3 separate regions of the Mus musculus genome follow, and all the other regions are linked to region 1. The links are chromatin contacts, called in public HiChIP or PLAC-seq maps. All regions are on one chromosome and are shown on one strand. Each heading gives the region's core, a stretch centred on a gene start, on an enhancer-like site or on the middle of the called end of the contact. The rest is flanking DNA. Distances are from core to core; before and after follow the strand shown.

Evidence for each region. HiChIP or PLAC-seq counts read pairs in DNA pulled down with a chosen protein or histone mark.
Region 2: a contact with region 1 is called in an H3K4me3 HiChIP or PLAC-seq map of embryonic limb bud, with 6 times the contacts expected there. The contact joins the promoter of Hand2 here to the enhancer-like site in region 1. A contact is called at or near these places in 3 of 39 promoter capture datasets (embryonic stem cells, hippocampal neurons and second pharyngeal arch cranial neural crest), 7 of 484 Hi-C or Micro-C datasets (B cells, the N1E-115 cell line, cerebellum and 4 more), 11 of 115 datasets of contacts at active chromatin or transcription factors (craniofacial prominence, embryonic forebrain, embryonic hindbrain and 6 more) and 2 of 9 other capture datasets (embryonic stem cells and embryonic tail).
Region 3: a contact with region 1 is called in an H3K4me3 HiChIP or PLAC-seq map of embryonic limb bud, with 7 times the contacts expected there. The contact joins the promoter of Hmgb2 here to the enhancer-like site in region 1. A contact is called at or near these places in 7 of 39 promoter capture datasets (the 3T3-L1 cell line, cranial neural crest, frontonasal cranial neural crest and 3 more), 14 of 484 Hi-C or Micro-C datasets (CD8 T cells, the G1E-ER4 cell line, the N1E-115 cell line and 9 more), 7 of 115 datasets of contacts at active chromatin or transcription factors (bone marrow-derived macrophages, embryonic limb bud, embryonic stem cells and 4 more) and 1 of 9 other capture datasets (embryonic stem cells).

What each region holds. Positions count from the first base shown.
Region 1 is chr8:56,527,146-56,530,872 of GRCm38.p6, forward strand. No RefSeq gene overlaps it. Among named protein-coding and RNA genes, the nearest start is that of Gm24375, 7.5 kb to the left of the region's middle. Within about 2 kb of position 1,961, at least 20 of the 459 cell types and tissues checked have an H3K27ac peak or open chromatin away from gene starts, as enhancers often do. A contact at or near this core is called in the N1E-115 cell line, craniofacial prominence and embryonic limb bud, where this site is marked.
Region 2 is chr8:57,319,545-57,323,450 of GRCm38.p6, forward strand. It overlaps Hand2 (heart and neural crest derivatives expressed 2), which reads left to right and starts at 1,439. Exons shown (of 2, transcript NM_010402.4): 1 at 1,439-2,917. The coding sequence starts at 2,363. Hand2os1 (Hand2, opposite strand 1) reads right to left here and starts at 1,315. Exons shown (of 6, transcript NR_154048.1): 1 at 1,145-1,315; 2 at 640-744.
Region 3 is chr8:57,509,235-57,513,354 of GRCm38.p6, forward strand. It overlaps Hmgb2 (high mobility group box 2), which reads left to right and starts at 2,609. Exons shown (of 5, transcript NM_008252.3): 1 at 2,609-2,771; 2 at 3,341-3,514; 3 at 3,828-3,973; 4 at 4,056-4,120. The coding sequence starts at 3,365. 2500002B13Rik (RIKEN cDNA 2500002B13 gene) reads left to right here. Exons shown (of 4, transcript NR_126553.1): 4 at 854-1,028.

The sequences.
Region 1 (3,727 bases), core at 711-3,210:
TCATTTACATTTCCAATACTATCCAAAAAGTCCCCAATACACTCCCCCCCCCACTCCCCTACCCACCCACTCCCACTTTTTGGCCCTGGCGTTCCCCTGTACTGGGGCATATAAAGTTTGCAAGTCCAATGGGCCTCTCTTTCCAGTGATGGCCGACTAGGCCATCTTTTGATACATATGCAGCTAGAGTCAAGAGCTCTGGGGTACTGGTTAGTTCATAATGTTGTTCCACCTATAGGGTTGCAGATCCCTTTAGCTCCTTGGGTGCTTTCTCTAGCTCCTCCATTGGGGGCCCTGTGATCCATTCAATAGCTGACTGTGAGCATCCACTTCTGTGTTTGCTGTGTTCATTCTTAATAGCTGAGTAGTATTACATTGTTGTAAATGAACCACGTTTTCTGTAACCATTCTTCCATTGTGGGACATCTGGGTTATTTCCTGCTTCTAACTATCTCAAATAAAGCTTCTATGAACATAGTGGAACATGTGCCCCTGTGACATGGTGGGGCATCTTTTGGGTATATGCCCAGGAATGGTATAGCTGGGTCTTCAAGTAGATCTATTTTCAACTTTCTGAGGAACCTCCAGATTGATTTCCAGAGTGGTCGTACCAGTTTGCAATCCCACCAGTAATGGAGGAGTGTTCCTCTTTCTCTGCATTCTCACCAGCATCGGCTGTCACCTGATCTTAGCCATTCTGATTGGTGTAAGGTGGAATCTCAGAGCTGTTTTGATCTGCATTCCCCTGATCACTCAGAACTTTGAACATTTCTTTAAGTACTTCTTGACCATTCTCCTCTACTGTGAATTCTCTGTTTAGTTCTACACCCCATTTTTTGATTGGGCTGTTTCACTTTTTGGAGGATAGCTTCTTGTGTTCTTTATATATTTTGGATATTAGCCCTCTATCAGATGTAGGGGTAGTGAAGTTTTCAATCTGTAGGTTGCTGATTTGCGAACAATGTGTGCAACACAGAGAAATCCTATCAGATACAAATAAACACACACATTCTCTCTCTTTCTCTCTCTCTCTCTCTCTCTCTCTCTCTCTCTCTCTCTCTCTCTCTCTCTCTCTCTCTCACACACACACACACACACACACACGTGTGGACCATGAGGGTCCTTTCCTAGGATTCTAGCTTCTAGGGAATACAAAGCAGGAGAATCACACAAGGGTAGCCTCACTATCTTAGCAGGACCTCAGCTCATGGAAATAAAAGAGCTTGGATGTTAGCACACTACTAGACACTTCTCTAATGGGGGAGGCTAGCTTTAAACATGGTACTTCAAAAACGAGGGAAAGAGAAATTTCAATTTGGTGATTTAGAGCATCTGATAGGGAAAGAGGCATGGGTGGCCCTTGGTCCTACAAGTATCCCTAAAAAATCACGACAAAAGTCTAGATTTTCAAGAATTCCCAATAAAAGACAATTTGAGTGTTCTCAACAGGGCTGTTGCTGTCGGCCCTGTCCTGTTTCTAGGCGTCTGTTGCTAATGAGAAACCTGTCATTTTCAGTGCAGAAGCTCAAGAGACACAGCAGTTAAGCCCTGGTTTTGCAGTTTAACGTTTCACGCTACCCACGCTATCTTACTCAGTCTGCACTCAGTCTCTGAGAAAATGAAAGACAACCTGGGATTAGACATTTAAAAATTAAAGCTGCAATGTCATTTGAGCTAAAAGGCAAGTGCTGGTGTGTATAAAACTGACAAGGTCCTTCTAGTCTTTAATGCTTCCTCAGGTGCTGATCAATTCCAGGGAGCTCTGTAGGCAGAGCGGCCTAAGACGGCCTTTAAGTTTTATGTGGTATGTATGCCCGGTTATAACTTCCCATTACAACATCAGGACAGAGCTGCCTTCTTCGGCGCACCCAGTCCTTGGCTTTGATGTCACTTTTCAATCCTGCCTGGTACTTTCCTTCCACATTCCTTGCAGTATTTCTGCACATTCTCAGCCAGACCATTCACAGCTGTTTCCTGGCTTCTCAGCATAAGGAAAAAATGCACGATGGCTCCAGGGCAGAACAAGCTACTACTGACAAGTAACCATTTTAAGGGACAGACTCTATGAAAATCAGTTAGCTGAGGGTAAATGATGAAATCACACCTTCCTCATGATCTTCATTTAACCAAAGGGGCTGCTTTATTATGAAAAAGCCACTATCAAATGCCCTGAAACCATTTTCTAATGGTTCATTTGATGCGTATTAATGTGCTGCCTGCATGTGTGTCTGTAAGAGGCTGTCGATCCCCTAGCTCTGGAATTACAGACACTTGTGAGCGGCCATGTGGGTACTGGGTATTGAATCCAAGCCTTCTGGAACCGTGCTCTTTATCACCAAGTCAGCTTCCTAGCCCAAGAAAGCATTTTCTAAAGGAAGATAATTATTTCCATCTCTTCAACAATTTCAGTGAGTCAAACTTTTATTTTAGAGGTTGTTTTTAAAGTAAGTCTCTTGGTAAGTATACAATACTACTATACATTTTTTTTAATTTGTATTAATTTTTAAGTTGTTATAAAACACCATAAGAAAATTTGTTCCTAATTTCTAGTTTCTGCTGTTTTATTTAATATCTATTGTTTTCTATATTTTATATCTATTAGATTAGAAATAGTCCATCTCATTTTGTATTTATGGGATATGACAGAGAAAAGGAAATGGTAGCTGTCTGGACCATAGGGTCACCTCCTCAGGACCTTGTGGCTGCTTACAGTCACCATAGGACCTTACAGGTCTGTTGACACCGCTGCTGTCTGTGGTGAGGACTTTGGAGTGAGACAATAAATTTGTAAAATCCGAACATAAATGATACTACACAAAAAGCAGATAACTGTACGAACTGTGCCGTGGCTGGGTGGGTAAAGGCTTGCACTGCAGGTTTTTGTGGGGTCAGGGGCAGAACTAATCTCCTTTTTTCAGTGAAGATCACTTGACCTTCAAATGTATGTAGCTACATTTTCAAATAGAAAAATAGATCTGAGCTTTCCTGACTTCAATAGAGACCTCCTAGCACATAAATTCCCAGGTTTTTCTTCTCCCTTCTTTACATAGCACTTTGTGGGGTCAATGGTTCTCTTGTGTGACTATTTTGATTCATTTAGTTCAAAGTGTATTATTCTTAGATCTATTTAATAAGATTTTCTCTCACAAAGTATATTTCTTCCCCCTCTCACTGAGATAGTGTATTACTCTATTACTCAATGCCTATTATAAAGACAAGTTGTCATTTGTAAAAATTTAACTTACCAAAACAGATAAGAGAAAAGAGGAGGACAGAGACAAAGGGACAGAAACAATTTTATTCTATCTTTCAACAGAAAAACTTGAAAGATGTTCTTTTTCAAAAATCTGGAGTTTTATGAGGATTCATTTGTTTTATTAAAAGCCAACGGAGTGGCGTGGAGACCACAAGGTGGCGCTGTGAGTCCATGCTGGTTCTCATACTGGGGACATAACAGCATTTCACAACTGAATTCTCTTCATTTTTCTAACTTAAGTGACCTGGAAATTCAAAAAACATGAATTCTAGATATGCTTTGGAAATGTTACTAAATTCAAGGTTGTATGCTTCTAAATGCTAACATAAAAGATTACACTTTAAAAGTGTAAACATTAAACATTTCTTAGAATACTAAAGTTTTCCTCAAGTTATTTCTAGTTATAGCTTAATTTTCTACTTAACATTAAAATAAAATTATACAGTATAATGAGGTGACTGATGTAAAAAA
Region 2 (3,906 bases), core at 189-2,688, 790 kb after region 1:
CCTTCTGATGTGGCCTTCCAGACAGAATAACAGCCAGACAGACTCTAGGGACATGGGAAGGACTGTCCATGCAGGATTCTTAACTTGGGGTTCTCTTTAATGTCTGGGACCAGAGTGCTTCTGCCTCCAAAAAGCGATGCCAACGGTGGGAGTCACTTGTGTCCCCTCTGCTTGCCTCCTCAGGTCCAAGGCCAGCTATCGGTGTGATCAAATTTACAGCCTAAGGGCTTCTGTTGACACCCTATTACACAGGGACCTTCTTCGTGTGAGTGAAAAGAAGAGATCCTCATACAGGCCAGCCGGAGGGTGGTTTTGCCTCCTTCCACTGACCGCCCCTATCCCGCGCTGCTGGGGAATCTCCTAGGTGCCCCGAGGCCCGCTAACTTACAAGTGGAGATCCATTTTCCGTTCTAATGCGTTCAAGATCGCCAAGGCAAGCAGTCTAAACATCCACGAGCCTTCCTCCCTGCCTGTCTCTTAAACGTCCGTTTAATGGCTCCCCTCCGATAACTAAACCTGCTTTCCACAGATGCCCGCTTTTATGAGGGAGGCAGGAATGCAGAGATATATTTATATGTTTGTTCATAAAAACTAGAAAATAAGCTCCGAACACGCTGTAAAAACTATTCAGTTACTTACCAAACAGGCTAGTTAAGCAGGAGGAACACGGATATTCGCCACACCACAGATTCGAGAAATCGAGGTGCCCCACTTTGAAAATCTTCGCAATCTCTGTTAGGGTTGCTGCAAATGAGTGTGGGCACAAACTGAAGGTCTCATCCGCGTTCTCTGCAAGTTGTCATCCTAACTTGGGTCATCCACTTCAGTGCCTAAGCAAACAGGCCACTGCAACTTTGCCAAAGTGTGCCGGGTCAGAGGAGCGCTGGCGCTCTAGCCTGGTCAAAGAGACTCGGCTCACTCCCAATCGCACCTTAATGGGATTCCATACCGCCACCTCCAGACTCTTGTCGCCACCACCACCCACCCCAAATCCCCTCCCCAGCCCAGCACAAAACTATAGGAGACTGTCGGCTCAGTTTTCTGCCTCGGTTACCTACAAAACACTTGAAAAGGCATAATCTGCGTTCCTTTCTCTATTCACCCCACCCCTGTAATCAGAAAAGAAAGCGAAATAATACTGTACCTGGTTTAAGATTCTTCAGTATTGGGGGGAAATATTTTAATAGCGAAGCATCTGTTAAACACTTGCATTAACCTATGGCTGATAAAAGGGTTTTTTTTTTACCCTGCCCCCCCCCGTTTTAATTATCTTATGGTTATGAGTGGACAACCAATCCTAGAAGAGGACCTCGGCAATTAGCAACGTGAACATCAAAAAGTTTTATTGCGGAGAGCGCGAGGCGCCGCCCCCGCCGCCCCGGGATTGGCGTGAGGAGCCTCTGACGACATATATTAACCCGAGCGGCCCTAAAGATGTAGCTGTACATGGAGATCTTGCTGGGAAAATCGGCTTGCTCCCCTCACCGCGTCCAGCCCAAGAGAACCGCCGCCGCTGCCACCCAGGAGCTTCCGCGGCCACTGTCTGAGCACACCCCTCCGAGAGTCCATTCGCCGCTTCCCAGCTCCGAGGTGCCTTCAAGGGCCCAAGATTCTTGTCCGGAGAGGAGAGGATCTTAGAAAATGGATGCGCTGAGACCTCTCTGCAAAGCCTCCGAGAGAGCCTGAGGAGCGAGGACGGACACGTTCCTTACAGCTTTAAAAACAAATCACACTCAAGGACCAAAACAACAACCAAATAATTTTTATTAAAACAATAAGCGCCCAAGAACCCAGATCGAGCTGGTGGGGGAGGGGAAGGGGCAGGAAGGGGGAGGGTCGCACCGAGGTAGCTCCACGCTAAGCTGCGACCCCGCCGCCTCCCGGCACAGCCGGGCCGGCTCCTGCAGCCCCAGCTTGGACTCGCCCCGGATTCCAGGTCATCTTCGGAGTCAGGAGTCCCGTGGCCGGCGTCTGCGGGACTGCCTCGCGGGAGCCGGCCGGCACTTTTGCATGAGCACCGGAGCGCTCTGCCTGGTCGCTGCAGCGGGGAACGCGGGAGCCGGCGCGCGGGCTGTAGAGCTGGGCGGGCGGCGGCGGCCAGCAAGGGCGCACCGTGCCGGGACCAGCTCGCCGCGCCCCATGGGGAGCCGGCGGCCGCGGCACAGCTGAGGCGGGCCCGGCGGGCCAGGCGCGGGCCCCGGGCTGCAGCGGCCCCCTCTGCGGCTGCAGGGCCGGCCCGGGAGCCCGGGGGTTGGGGGGTGGGGGGTGGGGAAGGCCGCCGATCGCCGAGGTCGGAGCCCGATCGGAGGGCGCGGCGGGGCTGCGCGCACGCTGGGGCGCGTGGAGGGCCACGGAAGGCGAGATGAGTCTGGTGGGGGGCTTTCCCCACCACCCCGTGGTGCACCATGAGGGCTACCCATTCGCCGCAGCCGCCGCCGCCGCTGCCGCCGCCGCCGCCAGCCGCTGCAGCCACGAGGAGAACCCCTACTTCCACGGCTGGCTTATTGGCCACCCGGAGATGTCGCCCCCCGACTACAGTATGGCCCTGTCCTACAGCCCCGAGTACGCCAGCGGTGCCGCGGGCCTGGACCACTCCCATTATGGGGGAGTGCCGCCCGGCGCCGGGCCTCCCGGCCTGGGGGGGCCGCGCCCGGTGAAGCGCCGGGGCACCGCCAACCGCAAGGAGCGGCGCAGGACTCAGAGCATCAACAGCGCCTTCGCCGAGCTGCGCGAGTGCATCCCCAACGTGCCCGCCGACACCAAACTCTCCAAGATCAAGACACTGCGCCTGGCCACCAGCTACATCGCCTACCTCATGGATCTGCTGGCCAAGGACGACCAGAACGGAGAGGCGGAGGCCTTCAAGGCGGAGATCAAGAAGACCGACGTGAAAGAGGAGAAGAGGAAGAAAGAGCTGGTCAGTACTAAGGGATCGAGGCTGGTGAGGGACTCGGGGTTCTTGGGACCGCTGTTCTGGTCTTTCCATTCAGGCTGAGAAATTGTGTGCCACATTCTTTGCGTAGGGAGCCAGGTTGTGGAGTAGGGATGGTTTCCTCAAAAGCAAGACAGGAGGATGTCAGCAGCAGAATGTCTTCCTTCGAAGTTGCAAGCTCCTCTCTCCATTTAGGACCGACCTTCCAAAATGTAGGAGCTCACCAATCTCCCAGTCACACTGGCCAGGTCCCCTCATTCTGTGTTCATTAAAGCTATCTTTGACCGCCAACCCAACTTTTCTTCTAAATATTTCTAAAATAAGTTACCTAATGACCTCTCGGTTCCAGTGACTCCACTATTGGTCGCATCCCCCATTCCAAAACCGAGGCTGCCTCTGACTCTAAGAAAACGTTATGCTCCTTCACATTGCTAGGGCACGCGGGAGGTAACGGTAAACATTAAGTACCTTTAACTTCTAGCGTACAAGTACAGCTTTAGTTTCTCTTTGGCAATAATGTTAGAGCGTAAATTCTCCCCTAAGTAATTCGCGAGTGTTTCTAAGTTTATTTGAGTGAGTTTGTGCACTTGAAGAGTAAAAGTTATGCACATTGTGGTCATTGTTATCAACTCTAACATGAAGTTATGCCGAGCCACTTAAAGTGTTCTCGGATTCCTACCAACTGCCGGTAAAGTAATGGAGTTCTGGATAGGGCATGACCAGGAAGAACCTAAGAAACAATTCCATTTGTGGAGATTTTCTCCTTTGCCGCTTGCAGCCCTTTGATTCATGCATAATGGAATGGACTTCCGAATAACCAGAGATTTCAAGGGCCCTGGAGGAGACAAACTGCTGAACTCAATGTACAGAGCTGCTGCTGGCTGGCGGGAGAAACCCAGGCCAGAGCAGAGGGGCTTTTGGATATGGGTTCGCTATTGAAACAGAGGGCAGATTAAGCGCTGGCCTCTGCTTTC
Region 3 (4,120 bases), core at 1,359-3,858, 980 kb after region 1:
CTCAAAGCCCACCCTCATATTGAGAGACTTCGTCTAACAAGGCCACACCTCCTAGTAGTGCATTCCCTGGGCCAAGCATGTACACACATGAGTTTCTAGAAGCCAAAGCTATTCAAGCCACCACAACCACACTTCATCTTCCCAATTCTACTACTAAACTCAGTGCTTGGCAGAGTCAACATTTCTTGAATAAATATGCAACTTTTATATAAGTACAATCTACTTTACGACATGATTGTCTTGTAAAAGAAATGCCAAACCACATGTGATGCTAAAGACTATTGGTTGTCAATTTGACTACATCTGAAATTAACTTTAAAGCCAAAAAAGTAGCTGGGTACACCTGTGAGGGATTTTCCCCCCTTAATTAAATCACTTAAAGTGGCCGGGCATGGTGGCCCACGCCTTTAAACCCAGCACTTGGGAGGCAGAGGCAGGCAGATTTCTGAGTTCGAGGCCAGCCTGGTCTACAGAGTGAGAGTTCCAGGACACCCAGGGCTACAGAGAAACCCTGTCTCGAAAAACCAAAAAAACAAAAGCAAAACAAATCAAAAAACAAACACACAAAAAACCACATTCCTTTAATCCCAGAACTTGGGAGGCAGAGGCAGGTGGATTTCTGAGTTTGAGGCCAGCCTGGTCTACAGAGTGAGTTCCAGGACAGCCAAAGCTATACAGAGAAACCCTGTCTCGAAACACCCCCCCCCCCAAATCATTTAAAGTGGAAGATCCACTTTTAACCCTGATTTTTTTTGAGGCAGGAAGATCCATCTTTAATATGGGCCACACCTTCTTCTAGCAGCCTTATAAAGGACATGAAAAAAGAATGCTTGCTTGCTCTTGCTCTTCCTAGAAATTACTTCACTGCCATTAGAGCCTACTTCTTCAGGATTCTGCTTATACTGAAAACCATGTGGGACATCCAGCCTTGTGGACTGAACAACTTCTGGCTTCTTGGACCTTTCACTGTTAGTCAGCCATTGTTGGACCACAGCCTATAAGTCGTTCTAATAAATCTCCTACATATAGATTCAGTCTATTGGTTTTGTTTCGCTAGAGAACCCTGGTACACGTAACACTTAAATACATGATGTAAACGTGTAGTGCATCAGTAATTTCACTTACAATGCTATTTGAATAATACACTCAGGTTTGGTGAGCTTGACTGTGCGTGTCTGGTTTATAGGTTAGTTGCAACTGTCATTTATTAGATGTAAGATTTCAGGTAGACACAATTTATAAGCATTACGATTAACAAAATTCTGACACCTTAGCCAGGTATGGTGGTACACCCCTTTAATCCCAGGCAGAAGCAGGTGAATTCTGAGTTCAAGGTCAGTCTGGAGTATTTAGTGAGTTCCAGGACAGCCAGGCTACACACCGGCCAGGAGACCCTATCTTGAAAAACCAAAACATACAACAACAAAAAGCAAACCAAAAACCAAAAAAACAAATCTGGTGGTACCCTTAAAGCGGGAAAATATGCCCCCACACCTAACTGGCACCTTATTGTTTTTATTGTCGTAGAACATAAAGGCGGACCACTGTTTGCCGGCATTAAGTATATTCGCAATGCTGAACCATCATCCATTTCCAAGAAAAACACAACGTTCAAGTCTACTTTTTAAAAAGAAAGTTAAGAACCGCTAAGTCCTTAAGCACTATCGAAAATGATCCTCACACAGGAACCAAACAGGAGGGCAGCCCCGCAAATGCAAGCAAAGTTGCTGGGGGTAGAAAACATTGAAAATCCGTGAAAACAGCGGTGCCACATACGCGTCAATCTGCGAGGGGGGGGGGGGGGAAAGAGCTCTCCACAGCCAAATCACAAGGCAGAAATGGCCTGTTAGGACCGAGCCCTCCTTCCCCGGAAAGCAGCTTGACCGGCAAGGTGAGGGACCCTGGCCTCCCACCCGCGCCCGCGAAGTGTTGGGGTGCAGTGCGGCCAACCCGCAGATCTTAGGCGGGTCAGCTGTGGAAGACGCCGTCCCGGCGCGGAGGCAGGCATGGCTCCGATCGGAGGGCGAGGGCTACTTTATTTATTTTTAAATCACTAGGGGACGCGGCTAGGAGTCCGTGAGACTCTCCGCACAGTCTGAGGCTCCCCGCCCGCCGTGCTCCGGTTCCACCTCGGCCTCATCATGGCTCCGCGCCGCGGGCTCCCCACTTTCTTCCCATTTTTTTATTTCGTGAACTCGTAGCTGAGCCCCAGGCAGGCCACGGCATCCAAACCGCGGCTGGCCTAGCGCCTTTAGTCACCTCGGAGCCATCTTTATCACCTGAAGAGTTTAGCGCCAGGCGCCCTCCTTGCTAGTTTTAAATCTGGCCGGGGCAGTTCCTCTCGGGGCCTGCCCCACCCTCATGGCCAATCAGCAGCGGGCCCGCCATTTTTCAAACGCTTTTCCTGCCGCCAATCAGGGCCGAGCAGTACATTCCTCTCTAGACCGGTTCCAACGGGTCTGGGAGTTAACGACCTGGGAGACCCACCGAACCTGCTAGGCTTAGCCTGGAGGGACGGGCCTGGCCAGACACCCACCAATCGGAAGCCTTCTCCGTGGGGGGGCGGGGACTCTCCGGGTTTGAATAATCCTCCACAGCCAATCAGAGCGGAGGGAGGTGTGGCCCGCGACTGGTCTGGTCAAGTTGCCGTGGCGCGGAGAACTCTGCAAAACAAGAGGCTGGGGATTGCGTTAGCGAGAAACCAGTTCTCGCCGGAGCTTGGGGAAGGAAGTCTCTCTGCGGAGGTCTGAGGGAAGCAGCGCTCGCAGCAGGTAAGGTTCGGCCGGGAGGCCCGGGGCTTGGCGGCCTGGCTCTTAACGCGTAGACGTGGGGGGACGTCTGCCGGGCTTCGGCGTGGCGGCTTCGGCGGCTTTAGAGGGCGGCCGAGTCTTTGGGTGAGGGCCGGGGCCATGGAGGGCGGCCAGAAAGCCCTTGAGCCCGGCCGCGTTTCTTTTTCTTTCTCTCTGTCTCTTTCTTAAAAACTGGATTGGCTGTGGGTCTCGCGGTGGCTTGTGTAAGTGTAAGGCGCGCGGCTTTTCTGTCAGGGAGGGCGCGCGGCCGGCGGCGGCTTTCGGCCTCCGGGCGAGGGGCTGAGGCGCGGGCGGGCGGGCGAGTCGGGCGGGTCGGAGCCGGCTGGGGCTGGGCTGGGCCGGGCCTGGCCGGGGCGCGCGCTCCCGCGCTCGCTCGCGGGGGCGCGCGGGGTTTAGGCGGGAAGCGGAGCGGAATCCCCCCCCTCCCCGCTGTCCCCGCTCCCCTCCCCCACGCTCCTCACTCCTTGCAGCCCCCTCCCCGCGGGTCCCCACCCCGGTCCCCGGTCCGGACACGGCTTTCTCCTCGGCAGGTAGACAGACGCCGCGCCGTCGTCATGGGCAAGGGTGACCCCAACAAGCCGCGGGGCAAAATGTCCTCGTACGCCTTCTTCGTGCAGACCTGCCGCGAGGAGCACAAGAAGAAGCATCCCGACTCGTCGGTGAACTTCGCCGAGTTCTCCAAGAAATGCTCCGAGAGATGGAAGGTGAGGGAGGGAGGGCGGGCGGCGCGCGTGCCCGGCTGCAGGCCGTTTCCGGGCTGCTTTTGGCGGGTCCCCGCGGGCGGGGGCGGGTCGGATGGGGGGGGGGGACGACAGGGACCAGGGAGCGCGCGAGCTTTTGCCACCCTGGGGACCCGAGGGTTTTAAAGGTTGGTCTCCAAGCCGAGGGCGCCCTTAATGCAAATGCCTCAGAGTTTACAGATTGACTCGACTTATTTGTTTATCCACTTTCTTTATTACTCGGACAGCTAGGAGCTTTGAAGTCCTTGCCGATTGACTCGTTTTTTCTGCCCCATAGACCATGTCTGCAAAGGAAAAGTCCAAGTTTGAAGATTTGGCCAAGAGCGACAAAGCTCGTTATGACAGGGAGATGAAGAACTATGTTCCTCCCAAAGGGGATAAGAAAGGAAAGAAAAAAGACCCCAATGCTCCGAAGAGACCACCGTAAGTTGATCTGAGAACTAACGAACCCATCGCCCCCCCAGCCCCCATCGTCCTCTATTTGTTAACTCTTGCTTCCTTGCAGGTCTGCCTTCTTCCTGTTTTGCTCTGAAAATCGCCCAAAGATCAAAATTGAACACCCAGGCCTGT